Regions from separate parts of the Mus musculus genome. Here region 2 is linked to region 1. Evidence: chromatin contacts called from public promoter capture Hi-C data. All regions are on one chromosome and are shown on one strand. Each heading gives the region's core, a stretch centred on a gene start, on an enhancer-like site or on the middle of the called end of the contact. The rest is flanking DNA. Distances are from core to core; before and after follow the strand shown. Region 1 overlaps Tnr (tenascin R). Region 2 overlaps Tnr (tenascin R).

Evidence for each region. Capture Hi-C pulls out chosen DNA fragments and counts their contacts.
Region 2: a promoter capture Hi-C map of pancreatic islet shows a contact between it and region 1. The contact joins two enhancer-like sites. A contact is called at or near these places in 3 of 484 Hi-C or Micro-C datasets (the N1E-115 cell line, immediate neuronal precursor and nephron progenitors) and 1 of 9 other capture datasets (pancreatic islet).

What each region holds. Positions count from the first base shown.
Region 1 is chr1:159,550,178-159,555,409 of GRCm38.p6, reverse strand. All of the region lies in intron 1 of Tnr (tenascin R), which reads right to left. Among named protein-coding and RNA genes, the nearest start is that of Tnr, 29 kb to the right of the region's middle. Within about 2 kb of position 2,024, at least 32 of the 459 cell types and tissues checked have an H3K27ac peak or open chromatin away from gene starts, as enhancers often do. A contact at or near this core is called in pancreatic islet, where this site is marked.
Region 2 is chr1:159,771,249-159,776,464 of GRCm38.p6, reverse strand. The region is part of intron 2 of Tnr (tenascin R); the gene reads right to left. Gm31348 (a long non-coding RNA gene) reads left to right here. Exons shown (of 5, transcript XR_001779507.2): 2 at 1-6; 3 at 1,239-1,314; 4 at 1,784-1,904; 5 at 2,466-3,076. Among named protein-coding and RNA genes, the nearest start is that of Gm31348, 10 kb to the left of the region's middle. Within about 2 kb of position 2,619, at least 26 of the 459 cell types and tissues checked have an H3K27ac peak or open chromatin away from gene starts, as enhancers often do. A contact at or near this core is called in pancreatic islet, where this site is marked.

The DNA.
Region 1 (5,232 bases), core at 775-3,274:
CTCTGCCCTTAGAGATGGATTCCTACTCTTGGGCACTAGATTCCCTCACTCTATGAGCTCTGCTACTCTGATGCCAATAGACAAGTGAACCACTGACTTGAGGAGATACCAAATGGGACAAACTGCAGATCTTAATAAGAGTGTCAGCTGACAGCCATCTAGTTCAGAAAATTGAAGCTTTAGCTCATTTTGAAAGAATATTATGGAAGGAAATTCTACTTGTATCTTTAATTGAGTTATTGTGGTCAATCATACACACACACACACACACACACACACACACACTAGTCTGGCACTATAAGCCAACCTAAAGGAGAAGTGCAACTTACAGTCCTCCTAGAACTAAGATGTTGAAGCAAATGTCCCAGTGCACACAATGAGAGCTCCAGTGGTAGCACACATGGCTAACAAGGAGTATGAATGTCAGAACACTCGCCTGGCAGGAAAGCTGCCATCCACTACATCCTCAGAACAATTCTAGACAGTGGTCAAAGGAACAAAACCAATGTGCTCCTGGGACTAAAGTCAGGAGACAGGCGAAAACATATCCAATACATTGATCATGCACTTTATCAGAATGAGCAAGTGCCACATAGAAAATACAAAGCCAAAGCTGTGTGCCAAGGTAGGCTAGGGATTGCAATTTGATATAAAGTCAATTTTATAAACACTGAGATAAAGACTATAGCTTTATAGTTGTCTCCTCTTATTTGTAGGAGACATGTTTCAAGACCTTCAGTAGATGCCTGAAACCACAGAGACTAGCAAACCCTTGTTTTACTCTTATTCAGACCCAGCTAAAAGGACATTTAATTTGTAAAATAAGCACAGTTAGGTGTTAATAACAATAACTAATACAAAAATGATCAATTACAAAAGCATACTGTCATAAAACTACCAGCACCACTACTTTTATATATTTTTTTATATGGGAGCCATTGGTAAGTAAAGCAAGGGTTTTCTGAGCATTGTGATGCTACGATAGATGATCTGGTTATTGAGGTAGCTTGATGGGAAAGTAGCACATCCATTGTGGACAAAGCTATGATTCACATGACAGGAAAGAATGGAATGGGGCAAGATCGGATCATGCTACTTAGGATGGCATTACTCCTGTTAGTCATTCTGAACCTCAAATGACCGTGAGTAACTGGAATTCTGGAAATGAAACTGGGGATCAGGAAGGGGCTATAACACTACAAAGGTGTTATTTCATCGAACACTTGACTTGGGTGAGGAATGATGCTTTTGCTAGCGTTGGAGAGTGTTTCAGCACTAGGCACAGCCAGGCATAAATCCTAGCTAAACCTGACCAAGAAGCAAGAAGGAAGAGCCTATGTCTACAGTAGGCAGGGAAGACAGTGGGAGCCATGAATGAAGAGTGGCAATGGCAGGGTTGGAGGGCTTAGAATACAGGAGTGATCCCACTTCCGGGGTAAAAGTCAACCTCTGGCTGATGTGAAGACAATAACTCCTGAAGAGGTCAGAGGAGATGCAAAGGTGGGACAAAGGCTGCTGTAGAGACCCTGGCAGGTGACAGTGGATGGGGGCCGAAGGAGCAGCCGGTGCCAGAGGGCCAGCGAGAAGACTTGAGTTCTGGATGACCTTTGCAGATATAAAAAGGAAGATTGGTAGGTAAATTTGATGAGGAATCCATGGACGAATGCGACTATCAGAGTCACCACATAGAAAAGGATCTTTATGCATTCTGTTGGAAAAACTGAGCAGACCTGTTTGGGAGATAGATCGAATATAAAGAGGTCAGTTCTGAGCTTTTTGAATTTATGATGACTATTCACTATGCAAGGGAAAATGCTGAGTGACAGATAATGTGTGTGAATCTGGAGTTCAAGAGAACGTGGAGCTGGAGCTGTAAATGTCAGAATCATAGACTTGCCTCTGTGATAACAGCAAAGTAGCAACTCTCCTGCTTCTTGCCATCAACGCCCTCACCCACTTTTGGCAGGTTTTATGTGCCAGGCCCTGCTCACAGCCACCCTGCAAAGCAGCCACCAGCGGAGGTCCCAGATGAACACTCTTAGGTGAAACAAACAGCCAAGCTTACACAGCTGGAGAGAACCTGCTGCCGCAGCAGTAGGGAGCCACTAAAATTTGAAAACACCGCTGTCAAATGTTTGCTGTAGATAAACTTCACCGAAGCCAGCTCCGCAGCCAGCACAGGAGGACAGTGTGGGGCCGGTGAGATGACCATTGCGGTCAGTCAAGCGTCTCAGCAAGAGGCACAGACTCCTGTGGAATGAGCTCAGACTGTCAGCAGAATCGGGAAGGGGAAACTCAAGACCCAAGAGTTACCAGGTAGTACAAGGCTTGGGGACCATGCAGTTGGGGGACTTGGAATGCCTTTCTGGAAGGGAGCTGACTTAAGGAGCCAGTCGTTGGGTGATACAAAGTGGGAAACTGGAGAAGCAATGAGAGAGAGTATCAAGCAGGAAGCTGGGATAGATAGAGGAAGACCTGTTTTGTGATGTCTGGGAACCTAACTTTGGCTTGCAGGCAAACATGCCCTTAAGACCCTAACCAGTTAAGCCCTGTATATGTGAGAATCAAGGCCTCTTGTCCCTGTAGCTCTGTGAGGACAGGGCCTTGGTCTGCAGTGTGCAAGGCCCTGGCAGCCATTTCTGCACAGCAGCTACTTAACACAATAAACTGCACTCCCCTCTTATCCCTTTTGTGCCATTTACTGTGTATACATGCAATTTTCTTCCTTCCTTCCTTCCTTCCTTCCTTCCTTCCTTTCTTTCTTTCTTTCTTTCTTTCTTTCTTTCTTTCTTTCTTTCTTTCTTTCTTTCTTTTTCTTTTTCTTTCTTTCTTTTTTTTTTTTTTTTCTGATGCAAGCACATTGTACACTTGGGATGAATGCACTAAATAAATCCACTCAGGATTTCTATGGAATTTTCCCCCCAACTTATAACAAGTAACAGCCCACTTACTTCTTCCCACCACCACCCATTGTCTGCGCTGACTGGAATAATGGGTAATTGTGTTTGAACACGCATTACACTAAACCGCTTCCTTTTGCCCAGCTTCAGTCATTATCAAACCCAGATCCTAATCTAACATCCTCATCGTTAGGCAGGCAAACCAGCTGCAGCCCTGAAAACAGGCAGGCTAAGGAAAAAGGCTGAGGAGAAGAACAGAATGCAGGCATTTCTGTCAGAAACAAAAGAATTCCTCTCTGATCAAGTGACCCAGCGTGAGCTAAGAAAGAGCGCCCCGCTCCAAAGCTGACGAAAATAAAATTGCCGGTTAGGCCCTCTTCTCATCAGTTTTTCTTTCACACTTCCCATTAGCTCAGTGAAAGGAAGATGAATTAAGAGTTAAATGCACCAAAATAACTTAAGCAGTCATTACAACTCAAATGTGCCGTTTCCCACAAACTGTCTTCCTGCTTCGCCTATGCCTTTCCCTCACTTAGTTCCCGCTCCCTTCTTCATCCCTGCCCCTATTCTCTCTGTTGCTTTCTAGTCTTTTTCCTTATCCAGGGCACTGTCTCTGTCCTACACTTTCTTCTCCAAAGATGCCTTCTGCCTCCAGAGCTGACCAGCCTCCAAAGCCTCTACCCTCTCCCGGCATCCTCAGCTCTGTCCCCGGCCCTCTTCTGCAACCTTCTATTTCCCAGCATGCCCACAGTTTCCGGAGTGTCTGGCCCCAGAAGCTAAATTTCTAGTGAAGGAAAAACCCATGTGGCTTGATGAAGGCAGAAGATAGAAACGAGGCAATTGCTTTAACACACAATTAAAATAAGCTAAATGAAGCAGCAAAACAAGACAGATTCATGGGTTGGAGCTCGAAGGGTGAACCCTCTGCAGAAGACTGACCTCCTTCCCCCTACTCCAGCTGGCACCGTGCCCCAGAAGCATATTGATTAACCGATCAATTCTCAGATTCCAGAGAGATGGGCTAATGATAAATGGTCACCCAACCCCCCACCCCCATAGCCACCCCCCAGTGACTGCCAGACCCAGTGAATGCGTACTGAATCGTCCCCCATTTTGAAATACCTTCCTCAGATTTTATTTTTCGCTCCCCTCCCCACTTTTGTTTCCAGCTACAGGGAACTCCTAAGTAGAAAATCAATAGGCGCTTTAATTACTGGCCCCCAATTCATCAGGGCCTCAACTGTAATTACTCTGCCTGAGCCAAAAGCCTCAGGACCCAATAAACCGAGACAGCTAGGCACCGGGCAATGTGCAGGATGTTGTGACTCTGGCTCAGGCTTGGTGGGGAGCCTTCTGAGACCACCAGCCCATCTTCCAGTTACCCGCTTCCTGATCTCCTTTCCGTGGTCAGAAGATAAAGGAAATAGTCGCCTCCCCCACCCCTAAATTAAGGCAATCTGGGCGGGTCCTTGGATGGGCAGAAAGCCATTCCTCAGCTCCGTCTCCCTAGCTCTTGATTCGGGAGCCTTGCATCACAAAGCCTAGTCTGAAGACTGAGTATCTTCAGCATCCTAATGGATGCAGGCATAACATAGACACTAAATTGGATTCTGCATTTAACACGATCCCTACGCTAAGCTATATAAGAAAGATGCACCGCTTTAAAATGCTTGCTGTCCTTTGCTTCTCTAGGACTCATAGGAAGTAGAACCCACGTTCCAGCCAATTCCATGGCCATTCAATATCCATGCCACCCAGGAGGTTTCTTGGAGATCTTTTCTTCCTGGGTATGAGGGAGGCTCATTGATACTAAGACGTACTTTGTCTGTGGCATCTCTATTTCTTCTCTCTCCACTTCTGCAGTTTCTCTTTTAGTAAACTAAGGGACTGATGAATAGTCATCGATGCTGGAACCTTGGCTCTTCTGTCCTCTAAGATAAAACCTAACGTCTGCCTGGACACAGGTTCCCGTTCCCAAACCCCACTACTGCTAAAGTCTTCATTTCTGCCTTCTTCAACTCTTAGAACCCTCAAAGGATGGATCTCTTGGAGATCTTCAGGGTTCTGCTCAAGCTAAATTTGGTCCAATGACGTGATGTCAGGCCATTAGAATCATGCTCTGGTGAGGTTCCCTTAAAATCATGCTGGTGGAATTTTTCTCCAGCAGGCTAGGATTCATCTTGAGACTGGTTCAAAATAAAGGACTTCACTGGGACGGGTGGGTCCATAACCTATGTTTGTTAGAGATTCATCCTCCTTGAAGGGAGTGGCAAAGCTGACTCAATTTTTCTGCCAGAGACCTGAGCTGGCTGTTGCTGGTTAGGGAGAACTA
Region 2 (5,216 bases), core at 1,370-3,869, 220 kb before region 1:
AAAGGGGTGAGTTTACTTTCCCTGCCAACTAGGTGGGCACATTGAGCTATGCCTAAAATGTTTAACAGTTTAAGGTCACCCAGTCCAAAGAAGGAACAGAACCCAGAACCATTTGGCTCTCTTATCTTCTTTGCTTGTGCATAACAAGTGTGTGTGTATAGCAGATATATATATATATATATATATATATATACACACACATATATATATATATACACACACACATATATATATATACACACACACATATATATACACACATATATACACACATACACATATATATGCATACACATACATATACATATATAATATATATACACATATATATGAATGTATATATGTATGTATGTAAATATATGTCAACTTTAACTAAAATAACTATGCATTTTTATTCTGTAGTATATACATTTCTCATAAACATAATAAATTAAAATATTAATATGCTTCTTCTTCCTTTTACAAAATCCTGCCAGCATTTCACCTTTTGACTTCTTTAACTACTTACCAGTAAGGAAGAGCAAGCTATGATGATTTATTCATTTTCACACATGAGGAAACAGGGCCCCAGAGCAGTAAAGCAATTCTCTCTCTCAGGATCACACCAGTTAGTGGGGGCACCCAGACCTCTGAGTTTAAATAATGTCCTTTCTAGCACAGCACAGGCATCTGAGTAATTATATCCAAACTCTTAGCCTAGCCTTTGAAACTAAGAATCTTCTCATTGGTTGGTTCCATGAATTATTAAAGGATTCTGTAAAGAAAGGCCAGTCATTTGGGGCTTAGAGCCATTGGTGGTAATCAGACAAGGGGCCCTAACCCAAGCCTCCTAGGAATAATTTCCATAACCAGCTTTGTTATCCTTATCAATGAACATCAGATTTCATCTAACTTTGGAGTTTAGGGGAAAAAGAAAGAAAAAGAAAACTTTTTGCCCATTTTTCCCCTTCTGGAGGAACCTGATTAGCTCAGTCTGTTGCATTAAGATGCTGTGTAGCTACTCTCATTTCCCGGAGTTATCTGGTGGTCCGATTGTGTAGGTAGTTCTGCAGCTGAGTTGAAGTTGCTCACATACAGCTGTGCACATCTGGCATGCAGATGTGTTTTCTGAAAGCATGGCTTGTTTACCACTTGATTTCTCTGGGGATGAATACAGAACAATTGTCCACTGTGTGAGAGGTGGTTGTCCTTGATGGGGGTGTTAACTTATTTCTAACATTTTTTTTCCTCTGACAAAGGCACTTTGGAAAAGATGATAGAAGATACGCACATAAAGTAAATGAGTGGTCCCAGGATTCCCATCCTCAAAAGCAGGTATGTGGACAGGCATGAGCTGGTTTTCAGACTTGAGAGAGTTTGGAATGTTAGTGATACAAAATCACATTCATGAATATTTATGAGTCAGCTAACTTGATGGATTGGGAATACTTATAAAAAAAAAAAAAACACAGTCAGGCATAGTGACGCAGGCATGTAACCCTGCAGCTCTGGAGGCTGAGGCAGGAGGATCACGAGTTCCAGGCTATCCTTGGTTATACAGCAAGACCCTGTTTCAAAAAAAAAATATCTCCTATGTCAGGAAGTCAGGGACCTTGGGAGTGAGGATGGAACAAGAGATATATTGGAGTGGAGATTTTTATAGTAAAGTGATTGTTATACCAAATTCATCGAACACTTTATGTAATTTTGGAAATTTCCATAATAAAACATTAAAAACAAAATCTGCTCTTACATATGGACCCCCAGAAGCAGGACTGAAATTTAAGTCTCTTGTTAATTCCAGGTACTGAGTGGCACTGAAGTGTGAAGCAAATCCAAGCAGCAAGCAGAACTGGAGTTGGTCAAGCCATCCAGGGGGCAAAGGAGAGGGACAGAAAGAGAAGAGGCATGCCACAGATTGCCTGGTGGGTGCAAACCTTGCCTGTCATAAGGCAGCTGCCTGTTCTTCATGTACCACGAATATTTTCCCCTCTCTTTCTACAGTCCCCCATGAAGTGTGAAGTTATACAGAGACTTGAAATATAGTCAGAAAAGAGGCTTGGAGATGTCGCAGTGCACTGAAGTCATATTGTGTTAGGGAGACAGGGAATGACCTATGGAGTAACTGAATATAGAGGAAAAGGTGAAGGGGTGCAGAATGGTAACAGCAAACATCAAATAAAGGGGACCAAGGCATCTTCAGAGGAAGGGACTTCCTCCTGGCGTGGAGACTTACCTGAGCCACCCACCTGTGGTGCCAGAGGTGAGGGATATGTACTTCAGGTCATTAGAAGAGATCCTGATGCCTCCTGGCATTCTTTGGGTATAGCTGGCTCTGTCCTGTACCCACAAGGGAAGCCATCCACCCATCCTTTAATAGCCTTGATGAAAATAGTAATGTCTCTCTTTCCGGTCAGGGCAGCCCCTTCAAGATCCTTCCCAAACACAGAACATTCTAACCCAACACTCTGGATGATCCCTCCCAGCGCCCGCGGATGTCCAGAGTCAGCTTTTCTCTATTCCTGCGACAGCTGCTCCAGCTCCCAGCAGAGCCAGCGCCTGGGCAACGAGGTGAGAACCTTAGCTGTTTTCCAGAGATTCCGTATGGCAGCATGGCCACAAATAGCTGTGCCAACTTGAGCAAGACGCCCACTCCTCAGCGAGGAGGATCTGTGTGCCTGAGTCAGACATGTCCTGCTCTCTTCCTCCATTTGATGCCAGCCACAGAAATCCTCTCGACTCAGAAGTTACTACGCTCCTTTTCTTAGACGTCTGCCTCCAACCTGCTTTCCATTGGCAGCTGACCTCCACCCACCCCCCCCCCCCCCGCCCCCTGCTTCTGTCTTCTGCCTACTGGTTATGTGTGTGTGTCCCCTTCCCAGCTGTCTGGTCAACTGCTGGCCACAGCCACCCAGACTATCCTGTCTCCCCTGCTCTTTTCTCCAACCTACCCCCTCTCTCCTCTACACAGCTGGGCTCTTGGGGGACATGGCTGTCTGAGCTATAGTTCTGTGGGCACAGGTGGCTCTGGCAGATGTAAGTTCTTTCCATTCATGTGGGTAAACAGTCAACATTATATTAAACTATTCATTACTGAGCTCTCTGTCTGAATGTTAATCTGGGGTAGGAGCTGATTAACAGTCCCCACCCAGCACCGGCCCCTGGGCAGAGCCTGACACCGATGATATAACTCTGTGGTGGCTGAGTGGCCAGGAAAGGTCAGCCCTGAGAGGAAAGCATTGATTTTTGCATTTGCTCTAGGGGTGATACATGGTAGGGCTTTCTGGCCAGAGAAACTGCTGTCTGCTAGGGAGGTCATGTCTTTGGAGGATCCACTACACTGGTCAATGCCTGACTGGTGGGTTTGGACAGACTGTAGAACAAGCAGATACCTGACACCAGGCTCCTGGATGCCTGTTTATCAGTTTCCTTTTTATATGTCTGGCTATGTGCTGAATGCTAAAAAGTCTCCCAGGTCCTCACATACAGACTGTGCTGGTCTATGTTAAGATACACGCCAAGTGTACCACATGCCCTCTGTTCGGACTGTTGAAACCCAAGCATTCTAGTGGAGCCTGGACAAAGCCTAAATGATACCAGAAAGCATAATCTAGACTCTTTCCAAGGAGAGATTGCTGGGAGAATGTTGAACATGCTGTTCTCGATGCCTAAAATATTTCAGCATTAGGAAACATGTGGGTTGACTATGAGGATGTGGCTCTTCCTTAGGATGAGTTCAAATCTCATATTTTAGAGGAGTTAAAAATAAGAGAAATGTGCAAATGTGGTACTCCAGGGAAACATCCTTCATGGTCCTTAGTCTGCTATTAGCTCACATGCTAGCTTTGACATACATGTGTGAAGATTGGGTATTCACTCTCATCACTGCCTCTCCATCCTGGGAGACTTCCAGACCCCTCCAGTGCCTGCAAGGTGAACACACCTCTCCGGGTAAGGATGAAGAGATGAATTTCTCTTCCTTGTCTCAGGACTTCACAGACCAGTGCAGAAGAGAGGCAGATATGTCATGAGTTAGTCAGGGCAAAGAGCTCTGGGAACCCAGAGAAAGAAGGATGGCATCTCACAGAACAGGCAAAGTTGGAAGAGATTTCTAGGTTCCTTAAAGGCAAAGAGTCCTGTGATCGTCATCTCATGGCTGCATGGTGCCTAGCTCCTGGCAAGGGTTCATTGGATGTTTATTGAATGAAAGAATGAAGGTGTCCTTAGGACAAAAGTGATAGATGGTGCGGAGACTTGTATTGGGAACAAACTATCAATGGCTGCTGTGAAGGCAAATGTCCAACAATCACTTTCTCATTGAGATTTCTCAAACTTCCATATCCCCCCACTCTATTCCACATGGGGATACTCAAGCAACCAGACAATCTCTACCGGGTGTCAGCTCATCATCTGCCTCTCTGTCTGGATGATTCAAGAGTTCATTGGAAATAGTCTACCAGTGGACACCCCTTCTCACATTCTGCATGATCATCACAGGGGAGACTAGCTGGACTGCACCTGGAGACAGTGTGGTAATAAATCATGGCATCGTGGGTGATGCAGTGAGCAGGAGCCTACATCAGACATTTTGAACAGACAATAACATCAATCCCCATACTCACAAACTGTACCCATCTTCTTTTTTAACTCATTCAGGGAGAGGAACAGAATGTAGAAGTCTTGCTTCATGTCTAAATAATATATCATGCCACTTTCTTACATCCTGCCACTGTGCTATGTGGAGGCAGAGGAATATACTTTGAGAGAAAGAGAGGCTTAAAGCATCTTGCTGGCTGATGTTAGCATCCTAGCCTTTTCAAGGCATTTTAGAATTGATGTTGGCAATCTGTGTTGTTTTTCTATATAGAGAAGTTCATGTTCTTGTGTTTTCCTGATATTAAAATAGAAAGGCTCATCGCTCTTACTTTCTGAGTGCCTGATTTGCAGACTCTCAAAACTGGTAGCTGTGTTTGCAATTTTAGCACCACAGCATCCATGCTAGTAAGGGCTGTGGGAGCCAGACTCATCTTGCTTGTTTAAGTACCTTCCGCCAGGTATTCCCTCGCTCATCCTTGTTGTCACACCCTGCCAATCTGTGTTGATGTGACACATATGTCTCTCTAATGACCCAGTGGTGCTTGGCACACACATGGCTCCTTCTTCTTTGGAATAAGTAAAATATGAAACACTGGCTGGCACATATTCTTCTTGGTGACTTGGGGCTACCATATGTGGGA